3 separate regions of the Gossypium arboreum genome follow, and regions 1 and 3 are each linked to region 2. A link is a contact called in public Hi-C data. All regions are on one chromosome and are shown on one strand. The core of a region is the stretch at or near the end of the contact, and the rest is flanking DNA. Distances in the headings are between cores, read along the strand shown.

Region 1 (3,766 bases), core at 1,178-3,677, 390 kb after region 2:
TTACTAGGGAATATCCGAGACCAAGCTATTGAAAACCTATAAGCATCCATCCCCATGTCTTTCATGAGTTGTATATCTTCCTGTTTTCCAGACAACAAAATTAATCTTGTGCCATTCGTATTTTAGGAACACGGAAAAAGGAGTATCCAATGAAGAAAACGGATATCGGAATATGATCAGTTACGAAGATCATCACTTACAGGATAACGGTGGTACTGATCCACAGCAACATCCGCATTGCTACCATCAAGTATCTTCCCTGTAACATAACATAAGGTGAAATGCTTAATGATCCTATATACATAAATACATGCTTGTTTACATACATACATACATAAGTACGTACACTGAATTGTACAAGAATCATGGCATGGCAAATTACACTAAGAAAAGACATTACCAAAAGCATGCGAGAATGTGTCCCAAATAGTTGGTCCCCTTCCATCCTCCTTCACTGCTCCTTCATACTGGAAAAAAAATATTTTCAACACTAAGTAAAGACATTTCATACGAACAACAGAAGAACCTTGATTTGGATGACAAACTGTCGTGTTGAGACATAAATTAATTTAGAACAGCAAATACTTTGTCGTTTTGTCTTCTCTTTTCCTGGAAAATTCTCCTATTTGGTTTGTCATTTTCCATTAAAGTTTATAATTACAAAAGAATGATAATGATTTGCTGCTATTTTTTTTTTCCTTATATGTAAGAACAGAATTTACTCAAAATCATGACTTTATTATGACTTTAAAAGTGACACATGAATTTGCCACCTCCACGTATTTAATTTCTTTTTCCAGCTTCTTCTTATTTGAGATTGACTTTTTAGGGAAAAAAGTGCAATTTTAAATTATATTATTTAAATCAGTATCTGTTTAGGATATGAATATTTTCCATATATGTCTACACTTAATTTTATTCATATATTTAAAAATACATATATAATTTCATATCTATTTCAAATATGTACTAAATATAAATATCAAAATAAAATATTAAAAAAGAGAGTCAGAAACAAATATATTTGACATAAATTTGACCAACTTTGCAAAAAACCATTATTTTAATTTATTATTTTTGTTGGCGTGATATTCATATGTATGGTATAGAATATTATTATAATTTTATTGTTAAATAAAATTTATGCTCTTTTAATAATTTATATATATTTTGAAATTTCCGAATTTTTATATATATTTTAAATAAATGATTAAAATGAATTTTTCTATCAAGTGAGAGGTCGAAGTCATTATACTTCCATTATAAAATTTTAAGAAGTCTTTTCTACGCCATTCTCTTTCGGGTTTGCACTACAGTTAATTATAATTTATAAAGAAGACAAGAGAGAGAGAGAGAGAGAGAGAGAGAAATATTGAGGAAATTTAAATTAAATAAAAGAAAAAAATGAATGGCTAGAATCCAAAATTAAATAAAGTAGACCAAAACAATAGTAATAAAAAAAAAAAAGGTGGTTTCTTAAAAAAACTAAAAACTGTCTATTAGATTAGAATGAAATGTGAAATTTAACAAATTCATGGGACACCGTGTAATATTTATTCCAAAAAAATAAAAAGGCCGTTAAGAGTATTATCAAATTGGTCCTAGTAATAATATTATAAACATAGAAGGATGCAGGGATGGAGCTGGTAAATGAAAAAAATTGTAATTCTGATCTCTGTTAAATCCTTTCAGTCTCATCCTTCAATTTAGTATTCACGAGTAACCATTATCAACCTCACAAACCTTTTTTCCATTTAATATATAAAATATTAATAAAAAAATCGAATCTTCATCAAAGTTTAATGTTCAAGTTTCATCATTTTCAATTCCTTATTATCGAAGGCTGTTATTTATTCCAAAAAAAATAAAAAGATGATAATAATATACAAAAGAAAAGAAATTGAAAGACTGAAACTTCCATGGATAGTTTACTGTAAAAAAAACTGAAAAAAAAAACCAACCTGGAAAGCAGAAGAGGCAGTCCCAAAAATGAAGCCCTTTGGAAAACTGGCTTTGCTAATATTCTGAGAAAACCCAGCCTGGATTCCCAAAGCTAGTATCAATGTAATAATGGGCAAAGCAATGCCCTTTAGCACCATGCCTTTAATTCAACTATTACAGAAAATTGATATGAGAGAGAGAGAGATATGGAGAAAGATTTGGGTTTGGGTTAATGATTATTTATAAAGGAAAGATAAGTGATAAAAGGAAATGTGAACAGAAAATAAGAAAAGGGGTTGTTAAGTAAAAAAGAGAGCAAGAAATGGAAAAATTAAGATGATGGTAATGGTAATGGTGGTGGTGGTGGGCGGGACGCAGCTAATGAGCCAAAGTTCGAAGTCTTAAAGTTCACACGTTATTTGTTCGAATGGGATTAGTGGGCAAGTTTTTTTAGAGGGTTATACTTTCGTTTCTTTTTTTTGGCAGTTTTTGCTTTAGTTTTGGTTTTGTCTATAAATACGTGCAATTGGGTGTTTGTTTGGTTTTTCTAGTTTGGCAGACCATATATGCATGTCCCCCCACTTTTAATTTTAATGATTTTACATCATTTTCGATAGATATGCCTGCAACCTTATCTTTAAATTTAAATTTTTTCTTAAAAAAAAACCCAATAAAAACATGTCTTTCGACTTTTTATTCAAATTATATTTCACATTTGGATTATGGATAATATTTAGTAGAATTTAAAAACTTTACGAGAAATATTGAGTTGATGATAAGTATATATAAAATATAGTAAAAATATATTAAAAAATGAAATACATAATAAATTTATAATATTATTTTTATATTTAAGTACATTATCATTATATCAAATATTTATCTTTTGGATTACACGTCAACTTAGTTAAAAATAAGTAAAAATTATTATTTTTATGAAATAAGTTAAAGTATTATTAAGATTTTTTTATCAAACCAATGCATTCGTTTAGGACTAATTTATATATATGTATTTTTTTTAATTATGAGTTTAGGTCTTTTTTTTTTATATTTATGAGAATAGGTCAGTGAAAACATGCCCTATAAGATGTGTTTTCTGGCAACGGTAACATCTCCCAATGCTCACAATTCTAACGGCTACATCACCCAACAACCATATTTTTTTCTTATATAAACCTTTCTAAACTTCATTCTTTTCCATTCAAACCTATTCTTTCAATTCTCAATTCTTTCAATAATTTCGTTCTAAATCTTTCTCTCAATCCTATTCTCTTCCATTTTATTTTATTCCTTTTTAATTTGTAAAATGGCAAATCAACTTATTCATTTGGATAACAAGCACATCTCCAATGTCCATTTATAAATAGTAAGAAAATATTGTTAAATTATTATGTTGTTAACATTATTAATTTTATTTTATTTTTATGTTTATATACTCGGGTCAAAGATCGGGTTTTGGAGACATACATACACAATCTAAGTGTGAGTGCACCAGTTGACATTCATGGAAACATGCGAGATGCGAGATTCTTGTATGTGTGACCGCTTCGACCGCCACAGGTGGGCGAGAATCAATACTAAAACAACAATCAAATCCAAATAATTACATGTGGTGTCTGCAAGTATGACAGTTTAGTTGTAATATAATTTGTACAACGGGGTACAGGAGTACTCTAAGGATCGAACCCACAGGAGTCAATGATTGAGCAAATTCTAACTACAAACATGAAAGTTAAGAGTTTAAAGAACTACTCACTAGATAACATAGTACAACAGGCCATGAAATTGAGAGTATTTAAATTAATTAACTAGAATTAACAAAAGG
Region 2 (4,106 bases), core at 839-3,338:
AGGTACCAATGTTCAATTTCATTTTGCAATTCAGCCCACATTAGATCTCATATCATTTTCATAATTACAATATCATTTCATCATCAAATACATATATTTCATATTATATAACATATTTCATTTCAATTTCTATATCATATATCACAATTCTAGTATTTAATGTCATTTTTCATTTTATTTATTTTAGTCCCCTATCCTGATAATCCATACCAAAACTCAACATAACATTTCATATCTTCAAGACATACTCACCTTGACATGCTCTCATTCAACTAACATATATACGCAACCAATTAATTCTATCTAGAATTATAAAAAGTACAAACCGTGGTCTCGTGTCACTAGTTGACAACTCTCATTTTTCCTTTCCCTTTCGAAGGTTTCACGTCGATGTTAGTTATGGGTAGTCACACAATATAACACACTATCAATTTCTAATCAATTAACAACCAAATATCAATTCATGCATATTTTGTAATTTATTCAATTTAGCCCCTAAAACTAAGACAAGCATAACTTTCAATCTAAAGCTTCAAATTGAAATTTGATTTCATATTTATTCATTAGGGACCTTATACTTTCTATTCCTACCACAATTTCATAATAGGTTTTCTTTTAATTAAATTTGGTCCTTGATGTAAACAAGCTAACAATTAAGCTTGTTAAGCAGTACAATTTAGTCATTTACATAACCTAAGCTTAATTTCTATCAATTTCACACCTAATTTATCCAATTCTCAACAATGGTAACTTATCAAAATCTCACTAATTGAACAAATTGATATACGGGTTAGCTTAATCAAGCTCTCATGATAAAAAAAAAATCTATAAAAATCAAAGAAAATGGCTAAAAACTTACTTGTAATGTTGACCAAATGTTACTTCGATTTTGAAGCTTTTCTTCTTAACATAACAATGGATGTGGACGGTGGCCTTTGGGAAGAATATGATGAATTTTGTCATCTTTTCCTACTAAGTTTTACTTATATACTTAGATTAATTTTAGTTAATCTTAATTAGTTTACTTAATCATGATTAATTAAACTCTAATCTTTAATTAACCTAAGCTAATGATAGTTAACATCATATCCCACTATCATCCATTTTGAATTGGTCAACTAGCCATTTTAGTCCTTAGGATAATTGCTATTTAAGTCTTCAAGTCTTTCCCTAATTAAAAATCTATAACGATTAATTTTTTACAATTTAATTCATGGGTCTTAATTTGAACTGCTCATGGGTCAGCTACACTGCTCATTCAAGGCCCTTAGAAATGTGAGAGGGTTTCGGTAAAAATATAGGCCTGAAAAATGGGCTTAGACAAAAAAATAAGGTTCGTTTAAAAAATGGGTCGGGCCTTAGGTAAGGTATTTTTGGCCCGAGCCCGGCCCCACCCGAATTCACTAAATGACAAAAAAAACTGCTCTTTTTTTTGTTATTGAATGTTATTTTCTTGTTGTTTTCTCCTTATTTTGCTACCATATTACTATTATGTTGCTACTATTTTGTTGTTATTGTTTGGATATTTTATAAAACTTATTTTTATTATTAATTTTGTTATTATTTTAAAGGCATTTGTTAAATTTATTATTATTTTAGATGTATTATATATATATATATTTAAAAATTATATAAAATAATATAAAAATTAATACTGGTCATTTGTGGTCAGCTTGAGTTTTAGTATTTTTATTTGGGTTGGGCTTGAAAAAAATTTTAAGCCCATTTTTGGGCCCGGCCCAGCCCGAACCCAATAAATGAGCTTAAATTTTTAGTTGAACCAAGTCCGAACCCGGCCCGACCCAACCCATGAACATCTCTAGTCTTAATTAATCACATTTTCAACTAAATTTTTAAACACACATTATTGTAAAAATTTAAATCATTTAAATAAATAGGGTGGATAGGAATAGATTATGTGAGAAAATTTGGTAAAAGCTAAAAATTTTGGGGTTGGCTTCACTAGAATTTTCATAAAGTTTCTATTTAAAAGCATCACATTTTTTCATCTTTGCTGCAAAATATCTAATATCACGACAAGATGGCCTCTAATTAAGATGGTCCCCCCGCCCTTTCTTCTCCTACCCTTTCAACAACCAAACATATGCTTCAACTTCTCCCATGTGACCAAAATCTCCTGTTTTCCCCTCTTCCAACGGTCTTAATTTAATTTGCTCACTCCATCCTCCTTTAACAATTAACCTCCAACGCAATCTTTGATTTTTTTTATTTGCTCAGAAATATCTGGTTTGAAACATGCTATAATCTCCATTAATGGCATCATTATTACTTTTATCAAATGCTTTTGACTGCAAACAAGATGTTAATGACACCCATTTCACTAGCAAACAAGAGAGTTACTACAAATCTAAATAGCACTTCATTTAGCAAAATGGCATCCGTTAATTTCAATAAACACGATATAACTATATTGTTAATTTCCCTCGTTTATTACATGAGAAATTGAGATAATGATCATGATGATGAAGAAGAAGCGCCAAATTGAAGATAAGACGACAAAAGCAACACTCTTTCTTTCACTCATTTTTTTTTTCAATATCATAGAAACATTCTTACTCTTTCTGAACTGAAGGGAAAGGTAGTGATTGGTGGAAACTGATAAAGAAAACCAGGAACAATGGCGTCTCTACCTTTCTCTGCAACCAGTTTTCACTCCACCTTCACTTGTTTTAACTATAAAGCAAGGAACCCAAATTTATTCTTCCTAAAAAAAGGTTCAAGCTTTACTTTATCAAGGAGAAAATTCTTTATTAAAAGTGTTGCCAGTGACCAAAGGCAGGACCTCAAAGAAGAAGGTCAAATCACTGAAGAAGGTTACTTTCACTTTTTAATCACTTAATGCAATTTCATAGTATTTTTCTCTTTATAAACCTATTAGTAGGCAGTGAAGGGAAGGTTTTGAATAGTTTTGTAATGGGGGCTTGAAGGGTTTTGTACCCTAGATTACTTGGTTCAAGAATTCCTAATATATAATGCTAAAGTGGCTTTTAGGGTCCTCTTTTTTATCTTTGTTTTTCACTTCTTTCCACTAATGGATCTCAAAACCCCCTAATATGTTGATCATGGTGTTTTATTGATCTTTTTTTTTGGTCATTTGAATCATTAATGTGATATGTTGATCTGATTTGCAGCTTCTCTAGATACATTTGTTCCAGATTCTGCATCCATTGCATCAAGTATTAAATACCATTCTGAGTTCACACCCTCATTTGCGCCGGACCATTTCGAGCTCCCCAAGGCGTTCAAAGCAACAGCCGAAAGCGTCCGAGATTCGCTTATTATAAACTGGAATGCTACATATGCTTACTATGAGAAAATCAATGTGAAGCAAGCATATTATCTTTCTATGGAGTATCTACAGGTTAATTTGGCCATAAATTTGTCCACTTTTTCCTGCTATTGATTTGGTTTTTGGAACCAAATTACTTGGCCAAATGTTTGTTAAATATTCCCAGTCACCATTGATGCAGGGTAGAGCTTTGCTGAATGCCATTGGTAACTTAGAGCTTACAGGAGCCTATGCAGAAGCTTTGAAGAAACTGGGGCACAATGTGGAGGATGTAGCTAGGGAGGTTAGATCCTTCATGATTTTAAAAACACTTATATTTAGCATAATAATGCCCGGAAGGTTGAAAAAAGTAATGAACTTGCTTAAAATGGAAAATTTAATTATCCAAGAAAGACCTGGCAACTGTAATCAGTAAAGGGAAACAAAACCTTTACATGTTTTACTTAATGGTGAATTCCTTTCAAGGAAATTCTTTATGCTTTGCACATTTTTGCTTTATTCGAGTTACTGAAGATTTCAGTTTCTTGCTGACCAGGAACCAGATGCTGCACTTGGCAATGGTGGCTTAGGACGTTTAGCTTCCTGCTTTTTGGACTCCTTAGCAACATTAAATTACCCTGCTTGGGGATATGGACTTAGATACAAATATGGATTGTTTAAACAGTATATTACAAAAGATGGTCAGGAGGAAGTCGCAGAAAATTGGCTTGAGGTATCTTTTTATTACAAGATTATATTAAAGTTATGTGTCCAACACGAATATTCTCAAAATTTTCTATATATTTGGAGCATCATA
Region 3 (4,127 bases), core at 11-2,510, 270 kb after region 2:
CCGCTTAAATCCCATTTACCACCTGCGTGACAAACAATTAATTATAAACAGAAGGTATAATAGTAATAGTTTTAATAAAGAATAAAGATAGAGATGCAAGTCAGCAACATAACAGCCAATGCACAGGGGAACATAGTAAGACAATAACATAACACTTTCAACTTCAAGAATAAGTTTATGTCCAAGGAAACTTAAACAATAAACATTTGCCGGAACTCATTTAACCAAGAAATTTTGATATAACCTTACTGGGAAGAACTGTGCTATTAATATTAATTATAATGCACGTGCCATTTCTGTCTACAAGCATAACTAAAAACAAAGATATTCTACCTCTTATAAAATAATTAATCTTACTTTGGTGAGCTGAAAGGGGTAAAATACTGACAATGTCACTTATGAAAGCAAGAATTAACACATTAAACACAGAAACTTGAGTAAATTTAAATAATTAAAGTCAATTACCTTTAAATTTTCTTAAATTGAAGCTTTAGTCTGCTAGAAAGGGCACTAAAAAGCCAGGGATCAATTAAAACCTTAGAATCCTCAATTGAGATGTGGGCAGCCCTTAATTATGCACAAAATTTGATTTCACTACGGGAAGAAGCGTTTTCCCCCAATTAATTTTGACTACCGGGGCAAGCCCTAAATTGACAAGAAAACCCTAACCCTAAAATACGAATTCGCCAAGGAAACAACAAAATCACGACAAGAAACCCCTCTAAAAGGTAACACCGCGGCGTAAAACACCAAAACCCTCTAAGAATTCCATATAAAAACGAACCCTAAAGTACCGAACAAATCTAAGCCCTAAAAGGAAAACGAATCGCGAACAATCGGACAAAATTAAACCAAATCAAGGAGGGAAATCAACACGAATCGAAGAAAAACCCAAAACCCACGAGAGATCGAGGGAAAAAAAAAGCTCGATCGAAGGGATCTAAGAGATTGAAGAGCCCTAACCCTAGTTACGCGTAAAATCAACAGCTGGGATAGAAAGAGAGATCGATCGAAAGGTAAGAACAACAATCGAAAAGATATTTACGTGATTTATAAATTAGAGGAAGAAATTGGGAGAAAATCGGAGATTGATTTTCAGGTTAATTTGGGGATCGAGAAAGAGGCGGCAAATAGGAGATAGGGGGAAGAGACGACACGGTTCGAGGGCGTTTCTTTATACAAAGCGGTCTAACAGGACCGGATTGGGTTAATTAAACACACACGCACAAAAAAAAAAAAACCATTTTGATTCCTGATCCTAATTTCAAAATTGAGTATGAATGATGAACCCGCTCCTTATTAGCCATAGAATATATATTTGGTTAAAATATGTTGTTAGTCCCTGTACTTTTAAAAATAATTATATTAGTCCTTATACTTTAAAAGTTAAAAATTCAATCCCTACTTTTTCAATTTAAGAATCCTAATCCAATCATTATTGTTGCTGGTAGTTTCCATCATAAAATTTCAATTTAATATGCTTATTTTTCATCAACTATACATATATCACGTCATATGAACGCAACTTAACTAATATGTCAACAAATTTTGACAAAAAATACTAACAAAGTTAATGACTGAATTGGAATTTTGAAAACAAAAAAGTAAGAGGGCTTGATATTGAATTTGATCAAAGTACAAGAATTGATAAAATATTTTATCCTATTTTTTATATTAGACTACATTTTATATTAAGGTTAATTATATTAAATATCTCTAAATTGTTATTCAAATTTTAAATTATTTTAAACTTCAAACTATTTTAATTGAATTTTTAAAATATCAATATTATATCAATTAGGTCTTTTGTCAATCTAATTATTAATTTTAAACTTAAATGCTAACTTAAAATTAACATAAAGTATATTTAAAATATGTTAATCAAATGTAATTTGCAAAAAAAACATATAATCTCAATAAAATTTATAACTATGTAATAATATGAAATATTTTAACTATCAAAATTTAAAGTAAAATAATTTTTTAACTATTTATTTTATGTAACCTACTTCAAACTATTAAATATATATTAATATAGATAGTATTTTAGATCGATATGATAATATATATTAACTAGTTTTCTTACCTTAAACAATGCATGAGTTGACCATATTCATTTATTAAATAGGATATATTTATTGTTGATTTTTTATAGAGTTTGCAATGTTTGATAATTACAGTACTATGATTAAGAGTTTATAATAGTATTTATAATAATAAAGAAATATTTATTGCAATGTTCCAAATTTCATGTTTTTAAGTAAATTTCTATTGTAAAATCACTTAGAAAGTTTGTATTATGAGAGATATAAATTAAGTCCAAACAAATAATATTTATATTTATAAGTTTTTATTCAACTAATTTAAAATAATTAATTATTTATAAAATGATCATTCTCCACAGTGTCCTTCGGTGCCGCATGACACATCGGTGAAATTGCCTTCAATCATCAATTTAAAAAAAAAATTGGGTGTCACCATTGTGTTAGGTAATACCAGTCTGTATTTTTCAAAATACCCGTCAAAATACAAGTATTCAGAGAAAAAAAAAAATTAATGGGTGTCGCCAGTCTGTCAGGCAACACTAGTAAATAAATTTTTAAAAAAATATATTTAAAAAAAATTAAGGGGAAGCTTGTGATCATGCTTGCTTCGTTAGTGGTTCTTGTCTTATTGGCTTGTTAGTGTTACCATTAGTGGATGAAATATTATTTTAAAAAAATAGTTTAAGATGAGATGAGAGTGAGAAAGAAACAAATGTGAGAGAAAAATAGAGGGACGAGAGAAAGATATGAGAGAAAAAGAGACGAGAGAGGGAAATGAAAGATATTAACAAATATGAAAAATAGATATATGAAAGTGAATTTAATATTTTATGGAAAATAGAGAATCAAAAGGGAATTTAATATCTTTCCTTTCTCATATTTGACTTTTCCTCTCTCTATCTTTCTTTCTCTCTCATCCTTTATCTTTCTCTTGTGTACTCAGTTGCCCTTTTTGTTTTTATTTTATTTTATTTTACTTCTGTTTTTTTCATTATTCTTCTCAATTGAAAACCCTAGTCGCCGTACTTAATAACGATCAGTGTCGCCATTTACAGTGGCTTTTCATGCCAATTTCAACACCAAATAAGAGATTTCTTCATTCTCGTTGACTTCAATGGTTTAGATTTCCTAGTAGTCGAATCCAAATTTTCTAAAATAATGACCAAAGCTTCAAACTACTCTTTCTACATATATATATATATATATATATATATATATATATATATAATATCACTGGTGCTGACTCATACAATGATGACACCTAAAAATATTTAAAAAAAAATTAACGTGTGTCGCTTGACAGACAAGCAGCACCCATTAAAAATATATAATTTTTTTCTTTTTTCCCTCTCTAAATACCCGTGGTAACAAGCTGAATTTGTATATTTAACACATCCAATTTCGGTAATTTTTGCTATTGAGTCTGTAATTTTTAGTTAATTTTATCAAGTACGAAGTTAGAGTATCAAAATTCGAGTTAACAAGTAAATCAGGCTATATTGGCGCACAAGCAATATAAGGGGGCAGATTGAAATTTTTGAGAAATTTATGGCTAATCAAATTTTCTATTTGACTTTATAAAAGCTAGAATTAGAAAAAACCTAATATAAAATATGATATAAGGTATGATTTTATGTTGTTGGTTATTAGATAAATCAGGCTAAAATTAGCATATGAAATGTATATAAATACCTTATATGATGGCTTTGGAAAATACACTGGAGATTGAATAAAATATAACTTATTTTCTCACACCTTTTTCCATTCGTATGCAGAATTAGGCAAACCATTTTGCCATTTCATTTCTTTTTCTTATTTTTGGTTTAACTATTTTGTAAGCACTTTCTCCTTTTCATCTATCACCATTTCATTTAAATTCACTTTTAAGTCCCAATTGAGTATGATTAATTTCATGTTCAACTAATTTTAGCTCGATTATTATTTCAACAAAAAAATCGTGAGATATGAACCCGCATTAAAAACCTTTCAATATGGTATTCACTATTTCTCCGGTATATGGGATAGTCGCAATCGTCCCTTAAAGTTAATTCAATTTCAATTCAAAAAATGCACGCTGGGTTG

What was found. A called contact is a pair of places that touch in the nucleus more often than the background predicts.
Region 1: a Hi-C map of leaf shows a contact between it and region 2, with 2.5 times the contacts expected there. The contact joins the promoter of LOC108461195 here to the promoter of LOC108464384 in region 2. A contact is called at or near these places in 2 of 5 Hi-C or Micro-C datasets (both in leaf).
Region 3: a contact with region 2 is called in a Hi-C map of leaf, with 2.9 times the contacts expected there. The contact joins the promoter of LOC108461351 here to the promoter of LOC108464384 in region 2. A contact is called at or near these places in 2 of 5 Hi-C or Micro-C datasets (both in leaf).

The regions. Positions count from the first base shown.
Region 1 is chr13:29,746,248-29,750,013 of ASM2569848v2, forward strand. It overlaps LOC108461195 (beta-glucosidase 40), which reads right to left and starts at 2,428. Exons shown (of 13, transcript XM_017760943.2): 1 at 1,962-2,428; 2 at 401-467; 3 at 201-259; 4 at 5-80. The coding sequence starts at 2,099.
Region 2 is chr13:29,359,229-29,363,334 of ASM2569848v2, forward strand. LOC108464384 (alpha-1,4 glucan phosphorylase L-2 isozyme, chloroplastic/amyloplastic-like) reads left to right here and starts at 2,089. Exons shown (of 15, transcript XM_017764664.2): 1 at 2,089-2,834; 2 at 3,153-3,382; 3 at 3,492-3,593; 4 at 3,846-4,022. The coding sequence starts at 2,639.
Region 3 is chr13:29,627,977-29,632,103 of ASM2569848v2, forward strand. It overlaps LOC108461351, which reads right to left and starts at 1,261. Exons shown (of 3, transcript XM_017761174.2): 1 at 466-1,261; 2 at 1-22. The coding sequence starts at 15.